Regions from separate parts of the Mus musculus genome. Here all the other regions are linked to region 3. A link is a contact called in public Hi-C and promoter capture Hi-C data. All regions are on one chromosome and are shown on one strand. Each heading gives the region's core, a stretch centred on a gene start, on an enhancer-like site or on the middle of the called end of the contact. The rest is flanking DNA. Distances are from core to core; before and after follow the strand shown.

Evidence for each region. Promoter capture Hi-C pulls out the DNA fragments that hold promoters and counts their contacts. A called contact is a pair of places that touch in the nucleus more often than the background predicts.
Region 1: a promoter capture Hi-C map of pre-B cells shows a contact between it and region 3, with 9 times the contacts expected there. The contact joins the promoter of Cebpe here to the enhancer-like site in region 3. A contact is called at or near these places in 11 of 39 promoter capture datasets (the 3T3-L1 cell line, 3T3-L1-derived adipocytes, the C10 cell line and 6 more), 1 of 15 datasets of contacts at CTCF or cohesin (large pre-B cells), 13 of 484 Hi-C or Micro-C datasets (3T3-L1-derived adipocytes, B cells, the C10 cell line and 7 more) and 1 of 9 other capture datasets (embryonic stem cells).
Region 2: a contact with region 3 is called in a Hi-C map of cortical neurons. The contact joins the promoter of 4931414P19Rik here to the enhancer-like site in region 3. A contact is called at or near these places in 7 of 39 promoter capture datasets (the C10 cell line, the HPC-7 cell line, cranial neural crest and 4 more), 2 of 484 Hi-C or Micro-C datasets (both in cortical neurons), 6 of 115 datasets of contacts at active chromatin or transcription factors (the 230-238 cell line, acute myeloid leukemia, astrocytes and 3 more) and 1 of 9 other capture datasets (embryonic stem cells).

The regions. Positions count from the first base shown.
Region 1 is chr14:54,710,795-54,713,494 of GRCm38.p6, forward strand. Cebpe (CCAAT/enhancer binding protein (C/EBP), epsilon) reads right to left here and starts at 1,380. Exons shown (of 2, transcript NM_207131.1): 1 at 655-1,380; 2 at 1-80. The coding sequence starts at 1,164.
Region 2 is chr14:54,604,582-54,607,281 of GRCm38.p6, forward strand. It overlaps 4931414P19Rik (RIKEN cDNA 4931414P19 gene), which reads right to left and starts at 1,327. Exons shown (of 7, transcript NM_028890.2): 1 at 1,222-1,327.
Region 3 is chr14:54,060,436-54,063,158 of GRCm38.p6, forward strand. It overlaps Tcra and Tcrd. Among named protein-coding and RNA genes, the nearest start is that of Gm30275, 64 kb to the right of the region's middle. Within about 2 kb of position 1,381, at least 57 of the 459 cell types and tissues checked have an H3K27ac peak or open chromatin away from gene starts, as enhancers often do. A contact at or near this core is called in cortical neurons and pre-B cells, where this site is marked.

The DNA.
Region 1 (2,700 bases), core at 130-2,629, 650 kb after region 3:
TTGCCCTTGTGTGAGGGGCCAGCAGGGGAGGGTGCCTTGAGAAGGGGACTGCAGGGAGGGGCAGCAGCTGCCACAGGGGCCTGGAGGGTAAGGGGGACAGAGAGGTGAGGGTCCACCAGGAGGCAGAGTGAAGGCTAAGCAGGAAACCCAGCAGGGAGAGCATATGTGAGGCCTCAAAGGGATACAGGACTCCCAGAGAGCTCCGATCTCCCAGGCATCCATCTCCCTGTCTCTGTGAAGGACCGTAACCCAGATACATATGGTCCTTGGTCTGAGACCAAAGCTTTCTATCATGCTCTCATTATTCCCTTCCCTTTGGTTTGTCTGTAATAAGTCTCCCGTTCTAAAATTCTAGTCAGCCATGTTTCCTCATCCAAAAGCAGGCAGCAGAGAAGCAAGAGGTATAGTGCACAGCAGGAAACCTGGTCCTGCCTGAGATCAGGGCAGAGCAGCTATTACAAGTGTCTTCAGGACACAGCCGAGTTCTAAGAAATAAATTCACAGAGTTGGGAAACAGGACCTTGGGGTAGGGCATGTTCACAGAGGAGCACCAAACATAGACTTGTTAGGGAAGCCCAGTAGTCAGAATTCCCTCAACCACCCACCTTGCTCCACCCTGGGGGGAAGAAGCGGGGAGAGCTACCTTGGTCTTACCTTGAGGACACGCAAGGGCTGGCCAGGTGCTGCCAGGGTCGGGGGGAGGTGCACGGCTGTCTGCCCGCAGTGTGCCACTTGGTACTGCAGGGGATTGTAGCTGCCTCGACTGGTGCCTCGGTTGCCCTCTGGCCCACGAGGCTCCTCCTTCACCGCCACAGCCCTGGGGTCGTAGCTCCCTGGGTTGCTGTAGATGCCAGGCCCCAAAGCCTTCCTATCTGGGCCAAATGTGTGTGAGGGATAGGCGAATGGCCGAGGGTCAGCCGGCAGGTAGTGAGGAAACGAGGGGGCTCCTGGGCCCTTAAGGCTTCGGGCTTCAGGCGTTGGCTTCATGGCAAAGAGGTCAGAAAGTAGCTGTTCTTCCCCAGACTCGATGTAGGCGGAGAGGTCGATGGAGGCCTCATGCTCACACATGTCCCCCAGCTCCCCGGGCCCAGCTCGACCCCCTGAGAACTCAAGTGGCTGCTGGCCACCCCGAGGCTCGCACTCATAGTAGGTCCCGTGGGACATGGCCGGCCCGCCCCCTTGGCTCCCCGCCCCTGGGTCCTGTGCTGGGGGCGCCCGCCCGTTGGGATGCTCAGCCTGCCCTTTCTTGGATCTCCCCCGGTCCTAGATTTGCCCTAGGTTTGCCCTCTCTGGTCTTCTCCGTCACCAACTCCTACGTGGCTTCTCTCCTCCTCTGCTTCCCTTTCCTTCTGTAGTCAGTACCTCTTCCTTTCTTCCCTTTTCCTCTCTCTCCTTGGGGTGACTAAGGGAGGGGCAGGGCACACCCCGGAGGGAGGGGTGCTTAGCAGTTAGGGCGCTCTTTGCGAAGGCCCCAGCCACAGTCCAGAAGTTGCTGTTTGAGAAAATGGCCCTTTTTGCCCTGCGAGTTCAAGGGATTCTAATCCCTTGCCCAGAGTAGCTTCTCTGAATATCTGTCTTCCTCCGATTTCCAAAGAGACCTGTGCAGAGTGAGGTGTCAAGCCAGAGCCAATAGACAAAGCATTCCCCCAGTGCCAACTTGGTCTAAACTCCTCCCTTGATGCATCTTCCTCCCTGTCCCGTCCCCCCCCCTCCCCGCCCCCACCCCCAAGTCCTGAACTCCACCTACCCCGGGGTAAGTCAGTTCCTTCTGTAGCCCCACCTCCCAAGACATTTTTCTCTGTGTAGACCATCATTGTTTGAAGGGTTTGGGAAGTAGTAGTAGATTCTAGGACCAAGCTACCCCTGGCCCTAGTACAGGGTATGCCCATTTGCTAGTTTTGAGACAGGGTCTCACGATGTAGCTCAGGCTGGCCTTGAACTCACAGAGTTCTGCCTGCCTTTGCCTCCAGAGGGCCCCTATTAAGGTTCTTCGGTTAGGTCTTTGCACAGGGCTTGTGTGCATGTCTCCAGATCTGGCTATGGCTAGCAGCCTGGCACAGTCCGGGGCTGCCAGGACATAGCTGAGGTTTCTGGTCAAGACATGGGTCCTGTACCTCAGGCCCAGGCAAGCTGCAGCCTCAGAACCAACAGAAAGGATCTGCTGGAGGTCCCAGTTGCTCCACCCTAAAAGCTGTTCTGGCTGACCCCACCCGCGCTGGCCTGAGGCTCTGCCTCCTATTTCCTGTGCCCTGAGCTGCATGCAGGCCCTTGTTTTCTGACCTGTGCGTGTCTCTCGGGTCCACTTCCTCTTGTAGGCTTGAGAAGTCTTCTCTCTTGTCCTCACCTCTTCCTGGGGCTGTTTCGGGGTCCGAAGGAGAAGCTGGTAGCTGCCTGCCCGCCCTTCTTGATCTTCTACTAACCCCCAAAGTTCATTTTTCTGTTTTGTTCGGAACTTCCTGCTCTCTCCAGTTTGGTTGTGGCCCTGCTTCAGACACGGTTCTGGATTTACTGACAAGAAAAGAACACAGAGACATGAGAAGTGTGTCACTTTTCAGTTGTTTGTTTTTTTTTAGGTTGAGCCTCCCTTTTAGCCTAGCCTGGCCTTGAACTCTCATCTTCCTGCTTCATTCTCCACGGAGCTGAGTTGATAGCTGTGCTACCATACCTTCCTGGCTCTTTTATTGCAAACAGATGTTCTAG
Region 2 (2,700 bases), core at 77-2,576, 540 kb after region 3:
CAGAAAGCAAAATAACAATCACATTGTATTTCTTATCCCTCCTGGGTTTTGCGTTTGCCTCCTCTTGCCCCTACCCCAAGTACCCCTCCCAGGACCCCACCCCCACCCCCGTTCAGTAACTGGACTAGAATATTGTCTCACACACTTTCCCAGATGTGGAGTTTTCCAAACAAATCCCAACCAATAAAAGGTCACTTTGTCAAAATGCCAGGAGATTCCCTTCTGGTACCTCCCCCCAAAACTACTCATAAAGGCTAAAATATACACAGTTGCATGTTTAGGAAGGAAAACCAATAAAAAACCAAAAGCATTTAAAAAGTCACTAAAAGGCTCTGGACTACACACTCAGTCCCCGTCCCCCCCACTTCGTTTGCCAAACACACTGACTGCAGGCTTTGGGGCAATTATTTAATTATTCACTAATCTGATATAAAAAGAAGCAGAAAAGAAGGTAAATTCCAATAGGATGAAAGTTCTTAAGTATGCTAAGTGCAGGATTTCCTCTACGCTTTACTTTGCATTTGAAATCCTGTTTTGATCACATTTGGGAACACAGAGGGGAAAAAACATCCTAAGGTCTATTTTACACACATAAAATCAAATGAAAACACTTTAAAAATAAAATCCGATAACAGCACATATACACATACTTTACATAAATACAAAGAATAAACCACAAGATGAATCCATACGAAATGGTATGTTTTAAGTGTACATACACACAAATGTCCTCATGAAATTGTGTGTGCAAAACACTGTGAGAGAGCTTTCCCTTCTCTCCTGGGAAATGAGTGTCCCAATTAAAATAACCCAGTATATTTAATCTATTGGCCTGTCACACTCGCTGCTACATTGCTGCTACAGCACTTGGTTTTGGTTCTGAGTGAGTGTGTCTAAAATACATGCCAAAGGCTTTGTGAGGGCACCTCAAATCTCTCTGTTGCCTGTGGTAGAAATTCACATTATCGCTTTAACCCGATTAAAAACAAATCTATACTTCCCCAAGCGACTAAAATTTAAATCCTTCAACCACAAAATTTACCAATTCTTAAAATGTGATCCAAAAAGAAAAAAAAAATCTGTAAATTGGTCTGGGAACAGTTGCACACGGCTTCTCAACTTGGTATATTTTTAAACCTCGACCAGGAAAAAGAAAGAGAAAGAGAGACAGGAAAAGAAATGGGGAAAAGAGCAAATTCCCCTTAGCAACAGTTTCCTCACCCCAGCACTGCCACAGATCTCTATTTTTAAAAATTTGGAAAACGCACACAAGATGAAGGAGGAAAAAAAATGGAAAAAGGATACTCGAAGGTCGTATGGCTCTTTGTATTCGTGTGTGTGCAAAAAAGGAGGACTCGCGGAGCCGGAGCTCACAAGCCCCGCCCCTTCCCGGCCGCCCGCCCGGATTGGCCGCCGCCCGCCCCGCCCGCAAGCACACGCGCCGCACCCGAGGCGCCCGTCCGGGGGGCCCCCGAGGGCCGCGAGCTCCCGGACCTGGCCGATGCGCCCACTGCCCTTCCCTTTCTCCTCGCTGTCCGCTCATCTTTCCCGTCTCGTTCTCCCTCCCCGCCCCCCAAGCCAGGCTCAGAAGAACCACCCTGTGAGTGAGCGCCCTCTGACATTGCTAAGCTGGGAGAACTAGCGAACTTGGGACCTCTTAGGCTGATTGAGCGTCAGGTTTGGGGGGCGAGGCCCTCCAACCCTTGGTTTCCCAGGCCAGTGTCTCTGGGTCACACAAGTTGTCTAGCAGCCCACCTTTACATGAACATCTATGAGTGTAACGTTGTTCAAGTGAGAGGCTAAGTAGCCTTACACTTGGGGCTTGTTTTTGCACAGCCTGAGCCAGGCTCCCCTACTAGGCTAAAACCACATTCTGAAGAAACCAAAATGTCTCCCTCACACACCCTGCATGTAGACCATTGCTTAAACCTCGATTTTAAGCAGTCCATAAACCGGTCTCACTGCACCTTTTTATTATAAAACGTTTGCGCGAACACACACACACACACACACTAACATACATACATACATACGTGTGTGTGTGTGTGTGTGTGTGTGTGTGTGTGTGTGTGTGTATTTTTTCTTTTGGTGGGGGCACTCGCGTGCCGCAATGCAAAGTGTGGCAATTAGGGGACAACTTGTGCCAGGTGTGGTGGCGCATGCCTTTAATCCCAGCACTCGGGAGGCAGAGACAGGCGGATTTCTGAGTTCGAGGCCAGCCTGGTCTATAAAGTGAGTTCCAGGACAGCCAGGGCTATACAGAGAAACCCTGTCTCAGAAAAAAGAAAAAAAAAAAAAAAAAAAAAAAAAAGAATAGGGGACAACTTGCAGGAATTCTCTCCACCTAGAGGGTCTGAAGGATCAAACTCAAGTCCACAGGGGTTTGGCAGCCTTCACCAGTGTCTCTGCTGGACACTAAGTTCTCTTTCTCCCCCCCCCCTCTCCCTCTCCCTCTCCGTCTCTCTCTCTCTCACCTATTTATTTATGTTTTAATATCTGAAACCCATGACCCTTCTCAAGTCTTCTTTCTAGGACTTCCTGCCTTTTCCTCCTCACTCGAACCCCTGACCTATGAGTTTATAAAAGAAAATGAAAAGAACTCTAAAAATGGTGATGCATGCTTTAACCACATTAAAAGAAAAAGATGTGTTCCCGTTTCTTTTTCCCTCTTGTTCTGGAAGCAGTTTCTATGCTTCTGGC
Region 3 (2,723 bases), core at 131-2,630:
CCCTATTACCACTAGACAAGCTCAGTGGTCTGACCTTTCACCACAATCCCCAAATGGGAAAAGGAGCTCTGGGCATTTTAAAGAGCAAACTGTGCTTGCTTCTGTAGCAGACGGAAAAGATATCGCATGACCAGAATGCATTAGGATGCACCTACATATGGGGACTTGCTTTCTAAGCTGTCCAAAACTAAAGTAGGGGTCCACTCCTGCTGGCAGCAGAAACAACACAGCCTGGAAGACACAGCTGTGTGGTGTGTCCCAGGTCTGAAGCCAGACAACTTGGCTGCTTCTTTTCTGTATTTCTATAATTCTTTTTTCTTTCCTTCTCTCTTTCTTTCTTCCTTTCTTTCTTTCCTTCTTTCTTTTTTTCACCATTTACCCAGTACAACAATACCCTATTGAGTTCTTCTAAGCCAGGGTATTTAAAAGCCTTGGGTGGTTTCTGAGAACAGGGTACAAATCTAGGCACCCCTCTTTGGCCTGTTGAGAAACTGGACTGTCCTCCACTAACCACAAAACCCATGGTTACCAGGACTTCTCGGAGTCATTCATTAAAACAGTGATATTGAGGTAAATAATTCAGTCACTTTCCACACAGAGGAACTCGGGCATGGAACTAAGAAACAGCCTCATCTCTCCTGGTCTTCATCCCTTTCCTCTCTTTAGCCCTCCATGGACACCAAGGTGACCTGCCACTGCTTTCCAGTCCCTTGAGAGTGACTCCAGATGCCAAAAACTCTGCCTGTCTGAGTGACCTTAAACAGCCTGTATCCTGTTCATGCCTCATCTGTGATGTGTAACTTGAGGTCCTGGGATTAGATGATGACTGAGTCCTCTTCCAGCTCCTACCATCTTGCAGCTTTGCCTTCCCAAGCTTCTGTCAGCCCTCAAAGGATGGCACACAGAATACAGTTTCCAACAATAGGCCAACTCAGCAGGACCTGGCAACACTTGTTTTCCAGTAGAGAAGAATTGTGGCTGTGGTTGGACTCTTGTTGACATTCTTTGTCCTCTGAAGGAAACAAACCCGGAGGCTTCAGATGTCATTGACACCAACAACAGGGCCTGGGGTGGTCACACCCTTGTGGAAGAAACCTGCCGAGCTGTTCCTGTGGGCTCTGAAGTTGCCTAGTCCAAGACTGAGGATGTTTTAATAACTATTTCTCAAATTTAAAAAAAAGAGCTTTTTATATTCAGCATAGGGGTGTGGGGGGTAAATCAGGTCTCCCAGGAGGGCTCTACTCTCGCCCATAATAGGGGATTGGTTTAGCTCAGCTGCTCCTACAAAGGGTTGAATACAGCAAGCAGCAGTGCAGGCAGCTCCCTGCAGCTCTATGTGAAAATGACTCACAGCGGTTATGAATATCAAGCCTCCTTTGATGTGTTCCCAGACGTGAGGAACAGCCTGGAAGAGGAGGTTGGCTCTGGATGCCTGCTCTGTGGGGTGGTGCACAGAGGCCTGAGCACATCTGGCACTATCCAGAAGCTCCAGGAGAAATTCAGGCTGGGTAATTACCTAGGACTTCCTAGGATACCACAGCTCTGATTCATCATTATGCTCTCTCTGTCTCTGTCTGTCTCTTTGTCTCTCTGTCTCTGTCTCTCTCACACACACACACATGCACAGAGAGACAGAGACAGAGACAGAGACAGAGACAGAGAGAGAATTAGATTCCCCTAGAAACTGCAACCTGTTTCTATACCTTCACCTTTCCCAAGGGGATAACAATTCACATCCATGAATAAAAGTTGTTTTACTGAACACAAAATGAATGTGCCTCCTCACCCAGCATCTGTACCAATTGCTGTAAAGCCATAGACCCTGCCCCAGTCAGCCAAGCGGAAGGAGTTTCCTCTGTAATGGCCATTTCTACACTCTTAGCCTTTCAAGAGGCTGCATGGTACCTTGTTCTTCTAATAGGTTCTCAATGGTGATTGACTACAGTGACTCCAAGTCTTTTCCCCCATTGGCAGCTCATGAGACTGGGTCAATCACACTTAGATATAATAGAAGACAGAGCTGTGGCCACAGCATCCCGGCTTGTAGCAAATGGGTGGGTGAGCCACTACCACTTCATGTCTGTTTCTGGGGAGAATGAATGCATGCAAGGGTTTCTCCCATCTTAGGCCAGGTTCAATAGCATATTCTCTAAGTCTCTGGAAACTTTGGCAGTCTTTATACTTTTAGAAGCAAATAATACTACTGTGTTCTAGTAGATGGTCCCACCCATGCAATGTTGGCAGCACTAAGTAGATTCAGTGGGTAATTTTGAGAGGGACAAAGAGAGGGAGGGAAAGAGAGGGAGGGAGAGAGAGAAAAAGAGAATGAAATTTGAAGGAAACGTGGCAGAGAGAGATGTCAGAGGAACTGAAGAATAGCTGATATGTAAATTTGATCTAACACATTATGTGCATTATGAATATCAGGTAAAATGCATTAAAAAAAAAAGCAATTGTCAAGGGGCATTTAGGGAGGTAATTGATTTAATCCTGTGCTTGCTTATTTTCCTTTTCTGAAATGATGTTTACATTGCAGCTAAGTGGGGCTTTGAGTGAAAATTTCTCGGGAATCCGCAGAGATCTCTGTGCCCTAGGCATGGAAACAAAGCCAGCAGCTCGTTTTCAGGGAGTACTAGCCATGTGTCAGGCACAATGCTTAGAGCCTCCCAGACATCTTCCTCCCTAACGTTCTTGCTCCCTGGGTCAGTGTGTGGGAGCTGGAG